Linked DNA regions of Sus scrofa: region 2 is linked to region 1. Evidence: chromatin contacts called from public HiChIP or PLAC-seq data. All regions are on one chromosome and are shown on one strand. The core of a region is the stretch at or near the end of the contact, and the rest is flanking DNA. Distances in the headings are between cores, read along the strand shown.

What was found. HiChIP or PLAC-seq counts read pairs in DNA pulled down with a chosen protein or histone mark.
Region 2: a contact with region 1 is called in an H3K27ac HiChIP or PLAC-seq map of alveolar macrophages. The contact joins two enhancer-like sites. A contact is called at or near these places in 1 of 47 Hi-C or Micro-C datasets (embryonic fibroblasts) and 2 of 2 datasets of contacts at active chromatin or transcription factors (alveolar macrophages and skeletal muscle).

What each region holds. Positions count from the first base shown.
Region 1 is chr3:77,127,728-77,133,890 of Sscrofa11.1, forward strand. No RefSeq gene overlaps it. Among named protein-coding and RNA genes, the nearest start is that of SERTAD2, 62 kb to the right of the region's middle. Within about 2 kb of position 4,049, at least 1 of the 83 cell types and tissues checked has an H3K27ac peak or open chromatin away from gene starts, as enhancers often do. A contact at or near this core is called in alveolar macrophages, where this site is marked.
Region 2 is chr3:77,310,364-77,316,609 of Sscrofa11.1, forward strand. It overlaps SERTAD2 (SERTA domain-containing protein 2), which reads left to right. Exons shown (of 2, transcript XM_005662514.3): 2 at 1,774-6,246. The coding sequence starts at 1,778. The coding sequence ends at 2,716. Among named protein-coding and RNA genes, the nearest start is that of AFTPH, 110 kb to the right of the region's middle. Within about 2 kb of position 1,633, at least 9 of the 83 cell types and tissues checked have an H3K27ac peak or open chromatin away from gene starts, as enhancers often do. A contact at or near this core is called in alveolar macrophages, where this site is marked.

The sequences.
Region 1 (6,163 bases), core at 2,799-5,298:
AGGACTCCCCACTAGAGCCTTCAGGAGGAACACTGCTGGTCTTGACACCTTGGTTGCCATCTACTAGCCTCCAGAACTGTGAGATAATGAGATGATACGTTTCCAGTGTTGTAAGCCATACAATTTGTGGTAATTTGTTATGACAGCCCTAGGAAAGGGACTCTCATTTGACTTTTTAAATAAAAAGCTTCCCTTACTCTGAACATTTCCACAAGCTTTTCTTGTTTTTAAACAAGGCTCTCTGAGCCTCAATTTTCTCACCTAAACACTGTGAATCAATCCGCTATTGCTGCATTAAAACCACCCCCACCACCACTCAGCAGCATAAAACATGATCATGTGTTCCCACACTTGAAGGTCTGAGGGGTGGTTGGGTGGCTCTGCTCCACCTGTTCCTTGCTCTGAGACCTGGAGGCCTCCTCAGCATCTTGTGATGGCAGAAGCCCAAGCTGACATTTACAGCTTCTGTTTGTGTCAATGTAACAGAACAGGACCCTATGGGGCCTTCCCAGGATGGACTCCTCACCATATCCTCTGCTCTAGCTCCTCTCTGAAATACTTAGATAATAGAATCTGATGCACATTTCCTGAGTTGTTTTGCAGATGCTAAAATCCCCTCCAAATTGAAGAAATTAACTACCTGATGACCATGAGCACGGAGCCCCCAGATCTACTGGAGCCTGAGCCTTGATTATGTGATACCACCCTGTTACCTCACTATCAACCCATCAGAGAATTGTGCACAAGCTGATCACATACCCTGTAGCTCCCCTCCCTCACCTGGCCTTTAAAAATGCTTTGCTGGAGTTTCTATTATGGCTCAGTGGGTTAGGAACATGACATAGTCTCCGCGAGGATGTGGGTTTGATCAGTGGGTTAAGGATCCAGCATTGCTGTGGCTGTGGTGTAGCCCTCAGCTGCAGCTCAGATTCAACCCCTAGCCTGGGAACCTCCATATGCTACAGGTGTGGCTCTAAAAAGATAGGGAAAAAAAGAAAAGAAAAGAAAGAAAAATGCTTTGCTGAAACATTGGGGAGTTCAGGTGTTTTGAGCATTAGCTGCCCTGGCCTCCTTGCTTGGTGCCCTGCAAAAAATGCTGCACTGTCCTTTACCACAACACAGTGTCAGTAGATTGGCTTTACTCTCCACGGATGAGTGGAGCCAAGTTTGGTTTGGTAACATCACTGCTAACATCCCACAGGCCAAATCAAGTTACTAGGCCAAGTCTACTCTGGTCATAGTAGGAGGGGGAAAGGAGGAATAGTTGTGCAATGATAATTCTAACTATCACAGATATGATAATACCTGCTGCTACACTGTGTGTCCCCCAAATTCATAATGCAAACTTAATTCCTCATGCGAAGGTATTTGGAGGTAAGCCTTCTGGAAGTGATTAGGTCATGGGGGTGAAGCCCTCATAAATGGGATTACTGCCCATATAAATGGGGCCCAAGAGACCCAGAGAGCTTCCTCTCCCCTTCTGCCATGTAAGGACATTGGGAAAAGACAGCCATCTATGAACAAGGAAGAGGGATGCCACCAGACACCAAATCTGGTGGAGTGATATCCATTTAAGGAAATTATATATATATATATATATATATATATATATATATATATATATATGTTTTTTTTTGTTTTTTTTTTTTTTTGTCTTTTCTAGGGCCGCACCCCCAGCATATGGAGTTCCCAGGCTAGGGGTCCAATTGGAGGTATAGCCACTGGCCTATGCCAGAGCCACAGCAACGCGGGATCCGAGCCGCGGCTGCAACCTACACCACAGCTAATGGCAAGGCCGGATCCCCAACCCACTGAGTGAGGCCAGAGATCAAACCCCCAACCTCATGGCTCCTAGTTGGATTTGTTAACCACTGAGCCATGACGGAAACTTAAGGAAATAAAAATTTAATATTTATTTTCTGACCTTGTCCTGTCTGGTTATTATTTTTTCTCATGCTTTCTCTCTGTGGAGGTTCTGTCCCATCATGAAACTGCCACTCAACCTCTCACTCTTTTTCTTTTGGCTTTTTAGGGCCAAACCTGCAGCATATGGAAGTTCCCGGGCTAGGGGTCAAAATCTGAGCTACAGCTGACAGCCTACACCACAGCCACAGCCATGCAGGATACGAGATGTGTCTGCAACCTACACCACAGCTCACAGCAACACCAGGTCCCCAACCTACTGAGCAAGACCAGGGATTGAATCCACGTCCTCATGGATATTAGTTGGATTCACTTCTGCTGAGCCACAATGGGAACTCCAACCTCTCACTCTTTTGTGGGGTCATTATTCTGCTGATCATGTGGTCCAAACCAGTGACAGGGACAGCCGAGGCTCAAGGGGAGAGAAGCAGACTCCACAATTTCATGGGAGGAGTTTCTGCCATGGCACGGCAGAAACGAATCCGACTAGGAACCATGAGGTTTCAGGTTCAATCCCTGGCCTTGCTCAGTGGGTTAAGGATCCAGCGTTGCCGTGAACTGTGGTGTAGGTCGCAGACGCGGCTTGGATCTGGCGTTGCTGTGGCTATGGTATAGGCCAGCAGCTATAGCTCCAATTGGACCCCTAGCCTGGGAACCTCCATATGCCGCAGGTGTGGCCCTAAAAAAAAAAAAAATTGATGGGAGAAATAACAAAGCTGTTGTGGTACTTTAACCCAATACAATACACATCCACTCATGCAGTCTGCACCCCAACCCCACAAGGTGGGTACTGTATTACCCACATTTGAAAGTAGGAAACAGAACAGAGATGTTACAAACTTGGCTAAAGCTAGTCAGCTGGTCAACAAGAAAGCTGTAATTCCAATCTAAGCTGTTTGGAAGCAGGGCCAGAGCACCCATTTTGCCTGGTACTCAGCCAATTTCATTTTCTCCTTCCCTATTGATCCCGTTTCTTCAGCTACTTAAGGGCAGGAAACTGGCACATCTTGTACCCCACTAGGTACAGGCTTCTCACACATACACTCACAGGCACATAAGGACTTGTGGTAAAGTGTCCTTGAAAAAATACGTGGTGGAGTGATACTCATTTAAGGAAATATAAATCAGTTTTGGTTTTCTGACCATGTCCTGTCTGGTAATGAAAGTTTTCTCATGATTTCTTTCATTATTTTAATTTCTTTGCTTTTCTTTTTATGGCCACACTTGAGCCATACAGAAGTTCCCAGGGCCAAGGGTCATATTGGAGCTGTAGCTGCCGGCCTGTGCCACAGACACAACAACGTAGGATTTGAGCCATGTCTGTGACCTACACCGCAGCTTGCAGCAATGCTGGATCCTTACTTACCCCACTGAGCAAGGCCAGGGATCGAACCCACATCCTCAGGGATACTACTTGGATTCTTTTTTTTTTTTTTTTTTTTGTCTTTTGTCTTTGTTGTTGTTGTTGTTGTTGCTATTTCTTGGGCCGCTCCCGCGGCATATGGAGATTCCCAGGCTAGGGGTTGAATCGGAGCTGTAGCCACCGGCCTACGCCAGAGCCACAGCAACGCAGGATCCGAGCTGCGTCTGAGACCTACACCACAGCTCACGGCAACGCCGGATCGTCAACCCACTGAGCAAGGGCAGGGACCGAACCCGCAACCTCATGGTTCCTAGTCGGATTCGTTAACCACTGCGCCACGATGGGAACTCCATGGATTCTTAACCCACTGACCCACAACAGGAACTCCCTCATGATTTCTTTCTACAGAGGTTCTGACCTGTCCCTGGAAGGGCCACCCAGCTTCTATATTTTTTTGGTCTTTCGACTCAAACTCATTTCTGGCTGCTAGTCTTTTATTCTCAGTAATGTGTCCAGGGTTCCCCACTCCCACTGCAGGCCCAGACTGGCCTCCCAGTATGAACACTCTGCTCTGCCTCCACTGGGGCTTCATAGATATATGTGGCAAGTTACAAAACTGTGCCCAGCGGGAGTGGAGGTAGCAGCTTTCCAAATCAGGATCTTGTCTATTATAATGCATTTGAACTTAGGTGGGTTTTTTAATCCCTGTATGTGGAACACTGCTCCAAGAACTGGCCTGTAGTCCTGGGTGTGACACATTAGCTTACATAATCACTTAACTGGAGCCACTTCCCACACCATGACCTGTGAGAAGAGTCTAAGGTCAAGACAGACTTGGAGATAGAAATGGATGCATGCCTTGTAAACAAAGTAATAATTTTAGATTCATTCACTTGTCCAAGAAATACATACTTGAGTACTTGTTATGAGCCAGTCACTGTGCTGGGCACAGAGGACAAAGATGAATAAATTAGATGTAGGAGTAAAAATTCTTGCCCTCCAGGAGCCCACAGTTCATTGTAACAGTTATTACCTACATTTTATACTTGGCCATATAAAGTCTAAAGATGTTAACCACTATATATGTTCACCAATGAGGCAAGGTTTTTCCCCCCTAAAATTATTGCCCCCACCCCCCAAAGAGGAGAATATTTTATTTTGGGATCTGAAAATGAAAAATGCACTCTTATGTGCCTCCTTTCCTACCAACACTTAATACTTCTGGTACTTCTGGTTACCAGATGTGAGGGTTTTTGACACATCAAGCAATTCTGTGACACCAGCTGGGTGCCTAAAATTCAACTCAATTCTGACATTACTGGGGAACAGATCTCACAGGTTAAGAGCTCAACCTCAAGACTGCCCCCAGTTCAGATGCCAATGGCAAATCTAGGTAGTCACCTGTGCTTCTGACCAACTGTTTATAAATCAGAGGTTTCGGAGTTCCCGTCGTGGCGCAGTGGTTAACGAATCTGACTAAGAACCATGAGGCTGCGGGTTCGATCCCTGCCCTTGCTCAGTGGGTTAACGATCCGGCGTTGCCGTGAGCTGTGGTGTAGGTTGCAGATGCGGCTCGGATCCTGCGTTGCTGTGGCTCTGGCATAGGCTGGAAGCTACAGCTCCGATTCAACCCCTAGCCTGGGAACCTCCATATGCCACGGGAGCGGCCCAAAGAAATAGCAAAAAGACAAAAAAAAAAAAAAAAAAAACAACAGGAAAAAAAAAATACAAATCAGAGGTTTCCAAGACCCCTTCCTTGGCTTCCATTATTTTGCTAGAGCGACTCAAGGAACTCAGGAAAATACTTACTAGATCACCCATTTATTATAAAAGGGATATAACTCAGGAACAGACAAATGGAAAGATGCATAGGGCCAGTTACATGGGAAGGGGCACCAGAGGCTCCATGCCCTCTCTGGGGGTGTGCCACTCATGGCTTCATTACATATGCATATTTGATCAATGACTATAACCTTCAGCTCCTCTCCCTTCCTCAGAGGTCAAACTGGTGGGAGTGAAAATTTCATCTCCTAATCCCAAGGTTGGCTCCCCTAGCAACTAACCCCCATCCTTAGGTTATTTTGGGGCTTTCCAAAAATCAGCTCATTAACATAACTCAAGTGTGTCTGAAAGGGGCTTATTATAGGAATAACAAAAGATACCCATTTCACCTTTACAGCTATTATCACTTGTGAAATTCCAAGGGTTTCAGGAGCTCTGAGCCAGAAATGGGAACAAAGACCAAATATATATTTCTTAACATAAATCACAATATTACAGGGTCCTTGCAATGCCTCTCATGTTACACAATGCTTTCTAAATTCTTAGCTTTGGAAGCTTTGGGAGATCACTAACTCAGTACAAAAGTAGGTGAGAAAATGTAACACAGATTTGTTAGTTATTCCTGAGGATGTGACTTCACATTTGCAATGCTGGAAGTTGCTATAAACAAGCCTTTTATGATCACTTTAAAAAGCAGAACAGTGAGTAGTTATGTTGGAGAGACCAGTGAAAGCATGAACTGACTAATGCTATTCAAATGGGCACTTTGCGGTTTGGGATAAAATTTCCAGGGAAAGCATCCCATAAAAGTTTCAAGAGAAGCTCCAACAATCCAGATGGAAGGGAGAATGCCTAATAAATGAGTCTAGTCATAGTGATAACCACTCTGATGACCAAGAGGTGCGTGAAGAGTTTAGGCTTTTTTAATGAAATATGAGAGTGGGGGGAAAAAAGCCATTATTTATAAATTAACTTTTTATATTGTATAAATAGTATTAAACATGTATGTATAACTAAATTCATAGATTGAAAAAGCACATCACAATTTTATCTATCTCACTAAAAGTTTTATGCGCTTAGGTTGACCAAAACATT
Region 2 (6,246 bases), core at 383-2,882, 180 kb after region 1:
AGGATCGAATGAGGCAATTCAGAAAAAGGCGGATCGCCTTTACAAGGAAACTAGATAACTACAAAGCGCTTTCTCTCTCTCTCTCTCTTTTTTTTTGCTTTCTAGGGCCACATCCTCGGCATATGGTAGTTCCCAGGCTAGGAGTCGAATCAGAGTTACAGCCGACAGCTTACGCCACAGCCACAACAACTCGGGATCCGTGCCTCATCTGCGACCTACACCACAGCTCACAGCAACACCGGATCCTTAACCCACTGAGCGAGGCCAGGGATCGAACCCGCAACCTCATGGATCCTAGTTGGATTTGTTAACCGCTGAGCCCCAAAGGGAACTCCCACAAATCACTTTCTTGTGTGTGACAATATCACAAGGAGTGAGTGTCCTTGAGGAGAGTGTTAACACGCGCGCCTGTGGGTAAGGGTTGTAGAGGAGCTGAGGGAGCAAGCACAGGCCTGGCCTAATTAGAACTGTCTCCCAGTCTGAATGACATACAGATCGCTTTGTTGACTAAATGGTTAGAAAGTGAGGTCTCTGAGGCAAAAGCCAGTGGACTTGTGATTGCTCTGTTTAGATAATAGAAGTTCAGAGAGGAACAGCCACTCTCCAGAAGGTACAGGCAGCTAGGGGTGTCCTCACTCAGGCCAGAGGACCCCAGGAGGCCACCAAGGCTGTGAGTGTCAGGTGAGGTGGGCAGGAGTTAAAATCCAGCCCATCCCTGAATTCTCAAAGTTGAGAAAAGAAAGTCGTTGGAGTTCCTGCTGTGGTGCCGTGGGATCAGCAGGGTCTCTTGCAGCATCAGGACACAGGTTCGATTCCCAGCCTGGCACATTGGGTTAAAGGATCCCCCCGCCCCTTGCCACAGCTGCAGTATTGGTCACAACTGCGGCTCAGATCTGATCTGTGGCCTGGGAACTCCATGTGCTGCTGGGTGTTCAAAAAGGTTTAAAGAAAAAAAAAAAAAAAGAGGTCTTTGTTTCTTTGAAATCCGTATGTATCTCTGGAATCACTGTAGGTATTTTGTTAGGAACTGTCTCGAGTACCCAAACAGCAATGCTTATAATCAGAGCAAATTTCTTTTAAATTAGTCCAGCTGCACTCAGACATGACTGTATGTAATGACATTGAGCCACAGGAAAACTTGGGCTGGAAATACACATTTCTCTCCTGGATTCTAGACTGAAAAGCAGTGGCAGCCCAATCACTGTGGCCATTTAACACAGCCCAAGTGCTTTGCCATGTCACCAAACAGCCAAAAGGCTCTATGCATTACAAGGAAGGAAAAGGCGTTTTGAAAGTACAGGCAGTTCTACCAAAATTGTACATGTTCCCCTTTCTCCAACTGGGTTCTTTTTATCATGCCGGGTGTGTTAAAGCTGTAGTCCATGATGCCTTTATGTGTATAGGTCATGGCATTGTAAGTATTTTCTTGGTCTTTAAAAATAAACCTGGGGTGGGAAGTTGAACCTGCATGGTAACCACAGGCAAGCAAATGCAAGCGCAGCAGCGGAGAAAGTCAAAATCACGGTTTCCATGGTAACGAGTAACTTGGCTGTGCAGTACACATTTCTCAAGAAATAACATTCAACAGACTACCGAGTGATAAAAATTGCTCCACCGGCACACAAAGGTAGATTTCCCAATGAATTCGTCTGTTGTAACCAGCCCTGGGCAGGGAACCCGAGTCCAAGTCCCGACCTCTGAATCAGCGTCTTGTTGATGGTGAAAATGAGTTTTTGTGGGATTGATTCCATCTCTTTCTTCTCTCCTTGGCAGATATATGTTGGGGAAAGGAGGAAAACGGAAGTTTGATGAGCATGAAGATGGGCTGGAAGGCAAAATCGTGTCCCCCTCCGACGGTCCGTCCAAGGTGTCTTACACCTTACAGCGCCAGACTATCTTCAACATTTCCCTTATGAAACTCTACAACCACAGGCCCCTCACAGAGCCCAGCTTGCAAAAGACTGTGCTCATCAACAACATGCTGCGGCGGATCCAGGAGGAGCTGAAGCAGGAAGGCAGCCTGAGGCCCGCGTTCCCCGCCTCCTCACCGCCTGACCCGAGGGGCGCCGGCTTGGGCGCTGGCTCCCGGGAGGCACCGCCTGCCTTCAGCGCCCCCGCGGCCCCGCCCGCGCCCCCCTGCGAGCTGGGCGGCCCCGCGCCCCTAGAGGCCTGCCTCACCCCTGCCTCGCTGCTTGAGGACTACGATGACACTTTTTGCACTTCCCCCGCCGCGCCGCCCGTGGCCCCCGCCCGACTCGCGCCTCCTGCCCTCCCGCCGGAAAAGGACAGCTTCTCCTCCGCCCTGGACGAGATCGAGGAGCTCTGTCCCACACCTACCTCCGCGGAGGCCGCGACGGACGGCTCGAAAGGGGGCTCCGGTGGGGCCGGCGCTCAGAGACCCGAGGGGGACTCCCGGCCCGACGACCCCAAACTGATGGACTCCCTGCCCGGCAACTTCGAGATCACCACGTCCACGGGGTTCCTGACGGACTTGACCCTGGACGACATCCTGTTTGCCGACATCGACACATCCATGTACGACTTTGACCCCTGCACGTCCGCATCGGGGACATCCTCGAAAATGGCCCCGGTGTCGGCGGACGACCTCCTCAAGACGCTGGCACCCTACAGCAGCCAGCCAGTCACCCCGAGCCAGCCTTTCAAGATGGACCTCACAGAGCTGGACCATATCATGGAGGTGCTGGTCGGGTCCTGAGCCCCGCGGCCGCGCCCCTGCACCCCGACAGCTCTCCGCACTGTGCATGCACCCTTGCTTGCCTTTTTCCAAGAAAAGAAACATTCTACAAAAGGATCACACTAGTTTTTGCTTTGAGCAGAGTTGGAGTGCCTTCATCCACGTATGACCACTTTTTAATATGCTCTTTTGAGTGGTTCCTCGGAGACCTACTACCCGGGAATAGGAAAGAATACATTTGAAGACAATGTCGCTATATTGAATGACAAAAATAAACAGTTCAAGTGAAGCACAAGGAATAAGTTGGAAAAGTTGTAAATTGCATGTGCATATTTGTCTATTTTTTCTATAAGTTTTATTGCAAGAGGTAAAAAAAGAAAATATATATATATTATTTAGATAATCTCAGTACCTTTTCTGGCATTTTCGCCCTGTATAGGTTGACTTGGCAATTCAGCCTTTTTAGAGGCATTAACTACTCCTCGTAAGTGTTGCATTTACATGGCTGTTTAGAAACTGCTGCCCAAATTTATTTTATATTTTTGTACAGATTCCGCAGTTTATGATATTGTTTTTCTAAAAACAAATGCTGTTTATACATATGAGATAGCTATTTTGATAGGATTTGCTCACATAGTTCCTGCAAACTTCAGATGTACAAGTTGCACTTGTACTTTTATAGAGTTGTAATGTTTTATATGTGTTTGGTGCAAAGAGAAAATTGGATCAAATCAATCCGCAGTTGATGTCCCCAAATGCAAACACCCCCCCACACACACGCCCCCACACACACCGCTTTAAGAAGGGCCAGGCGATATCACACCCAGATTTCACAAGCACCGACCCCCTGGCATGAACACCCGCCAGCACTGTGACTTCCAAAGCCAGAGCCACTCTCATCAAACTTGCATTAAGCAGTTGGCGGGAGGTGGCCATGGAGCTCGGGGTTTAAGTGATGGTTCTCTTTAGCCCTCTCTCCGGAGGGGACGGCTACCACGTACTCACTGTATTTATGCCAAGTCTGTGCTTTTACTTGTTTTTATTTTTTTAAACAAACAAAACCCCAGCTCTTTCCTTTTGGGCATAATTTTTGTGATGACCTGAAATTTACACATGAATTTGCAAAAAGCAACCGACCTCTTCATGGAACTAACACCCGGTTGCAAAGCTTAGGACTCGTCAGGAGGAAACCCTTCCCCGCCCCCACGCCCAGGAAGGCATCCATCATGTTGCTCGTCGTCTTCTCCAGCTTGCCTTCCCTGGAGCTTTCCTTCCCTCTGTTGCTAAGTGCTGAAAATGGCATCCTCATGATCCCCAGTGAGCCCGGCTCTCCTTGGCCCAGCCTAGGATGCACTCTGTCCACACCCATGGCTCTTGAACCTGGAGTTAGTCCCATTCCATCACAGCTTCCAATCCAGTTGCTTTCTTGAATCAACTGCTTTAACTACACTTTACATGGCTGTTTTATCCAAATACAGAGACAGGACTTTCTATGCATGTTCCACCCCTTCCCCTCGCCATCCTCTCCCTGCCAGGACACTTGAGAACTAGCTTTTTAATCCTAGCGGTGTACATTTAATTTTAAAACGTTTGCAATGTATCATGCTTGTTGCCGAAATGGCTTATGGCCTTTCCGTTGCAGTTTTTTCTTTCTTCCAATGGTACTTTAGCTGGTTACAACCTATATTGTTGAAATGCAGATGGCTTCTTTAGGGATAACTTTTATATTTATTTAAGAATTTTTAAATTATGGGATTTGTGTTGTTTTGTTGTTGTCTTTGTTGTTGGTCATTTGTCAATATTCAGTCACCAGTTCTGCTCACTTCTTGCCATGGATAAAATTGAGTCTCTCTGGCCAATTAAAAAAGACAGCTTTATAAAATGGCACTTTAAACAAGCCATAGATAGTTTATTTTTATAATGCACATGGCAAAGCAAATACATTTGTGATGAAGGAACTGCTCATCTAAGCAAAAGATTTGTGTATGATATGATTAAATCTTTCTACATTCTGATATACTCCCCCCCACACACACACTTGAGTGTGTGTGTGTGTGTGTGTGTGTGTGTGTGTGCGCGTGTGTGTTTAAGGCTAATTATCAACTCAGTAGAGCAGTGAGAAGCTGATCAAATTGCACTTGTCTCCTGCAGGCACCCTCCTCCAGACACCTCTCACTACTGCAGACATGTCATTCCCTTCAGCAGGATCGGGGACCATGTAGTTAAGGTGAGGGCTGTTGTCGCTGTGCCTTTCTGTATGAAGGGCTTCCTTTTTCCGAAGAGAACAAGGCTGCCCAGACACCATGCTTTTGCTAACCCGAGGACCCGAAAACTCTCCACAGGCCGCACACATACGTGTACGTGCACAATAGTGTTGATGATTCCCGACAATAACAGGGCAAGGCGGCCAATGTGCCATTGTTAAAAACTGATTGATAGTAACTTAGAACAACTGTCCTTTCGCGGGGTTAGCAAATCGTGTGTTTAAACAAATCCCATGTGTTGGGCAGCAGTTCAAATAAGCACAGCGAAGTGCTGCCCACACGCGGTTCTCTGACTCTGTCGCATTTGTAAGGCTGGGCTTCAGGATCAAAACAAAAAACCCCCAATGGCAGCCCGCAAATGCTTTTTAACTCGACACCCGACACCCTTCTTGATATTCAAGGTGTAATGAGGAAGACAAGGGAAATCAGTGGCCCATTTTCAAAAGAACAAAACCACCAAGTGTTCCAGTTATCTTTGTGTCTTATTTTTCCAAAGCGATGTCCCAACAGGGAAGAACGTGAGCCTGTGTGTGATGTCCGAGTCCCACTTTGAGTGCGGGACGGGACGCTGCTTCCAGATGCCACCTGGCAGCAATGCCTTCCCCTTTCTACAGGACATTGTGTGGCATTCAGGGTCAGGCAGGCAGTGGGAGGTGCCTTGATGAGAAAGACATGCTGGGTGGGGCTGGGAGAGGACAATTATTGACAGTGATGTGCAATGAAGTGACAAGATGAGAGCAGAATAATAAGAGCTTTGAATTTGAAGTGATTTTTTTTCATAAGTTATTTATTCCTTTTTTCTGTGTAAATATATTTATTTTACTGGGGAGTTCTAACAACATCTGGATCGTAACCTGAGCGGAATGTATGGTAGGAATGTACTCTCTTGGAGGAATGTCAATCTGTATTAAAAAGGGGTCCGAGCCAGACCCCGGGGTCTTCTCATCGTGTGCACAGTCCGTGTTCATTTTCACTCTCGCCTCTAATATGGGTCTATTTGAAATATGCAAAAGGGATGGATGAGGAATGTTTTAATACCTCCAAATTTTTAAGAAAATCAAGCATCAAAGGGTTGATATTTTTAAACTTGTTTTTAGTCGCACTTTCTCTTTATGACAGAAGGGGCAACCACACCTGACACCCTCGTTCACACCAAAGGGTCTTTCTCAATTGTGCTGTTTATTGCCATAACCCTTGGAGTGTCCCAACTGCCCTGAGGTCAGTCAAGGAAAATTTCTTAAATACGCTCCCAAGAGCCAAAGTGTCAACTTTACAGATCATTTTTAA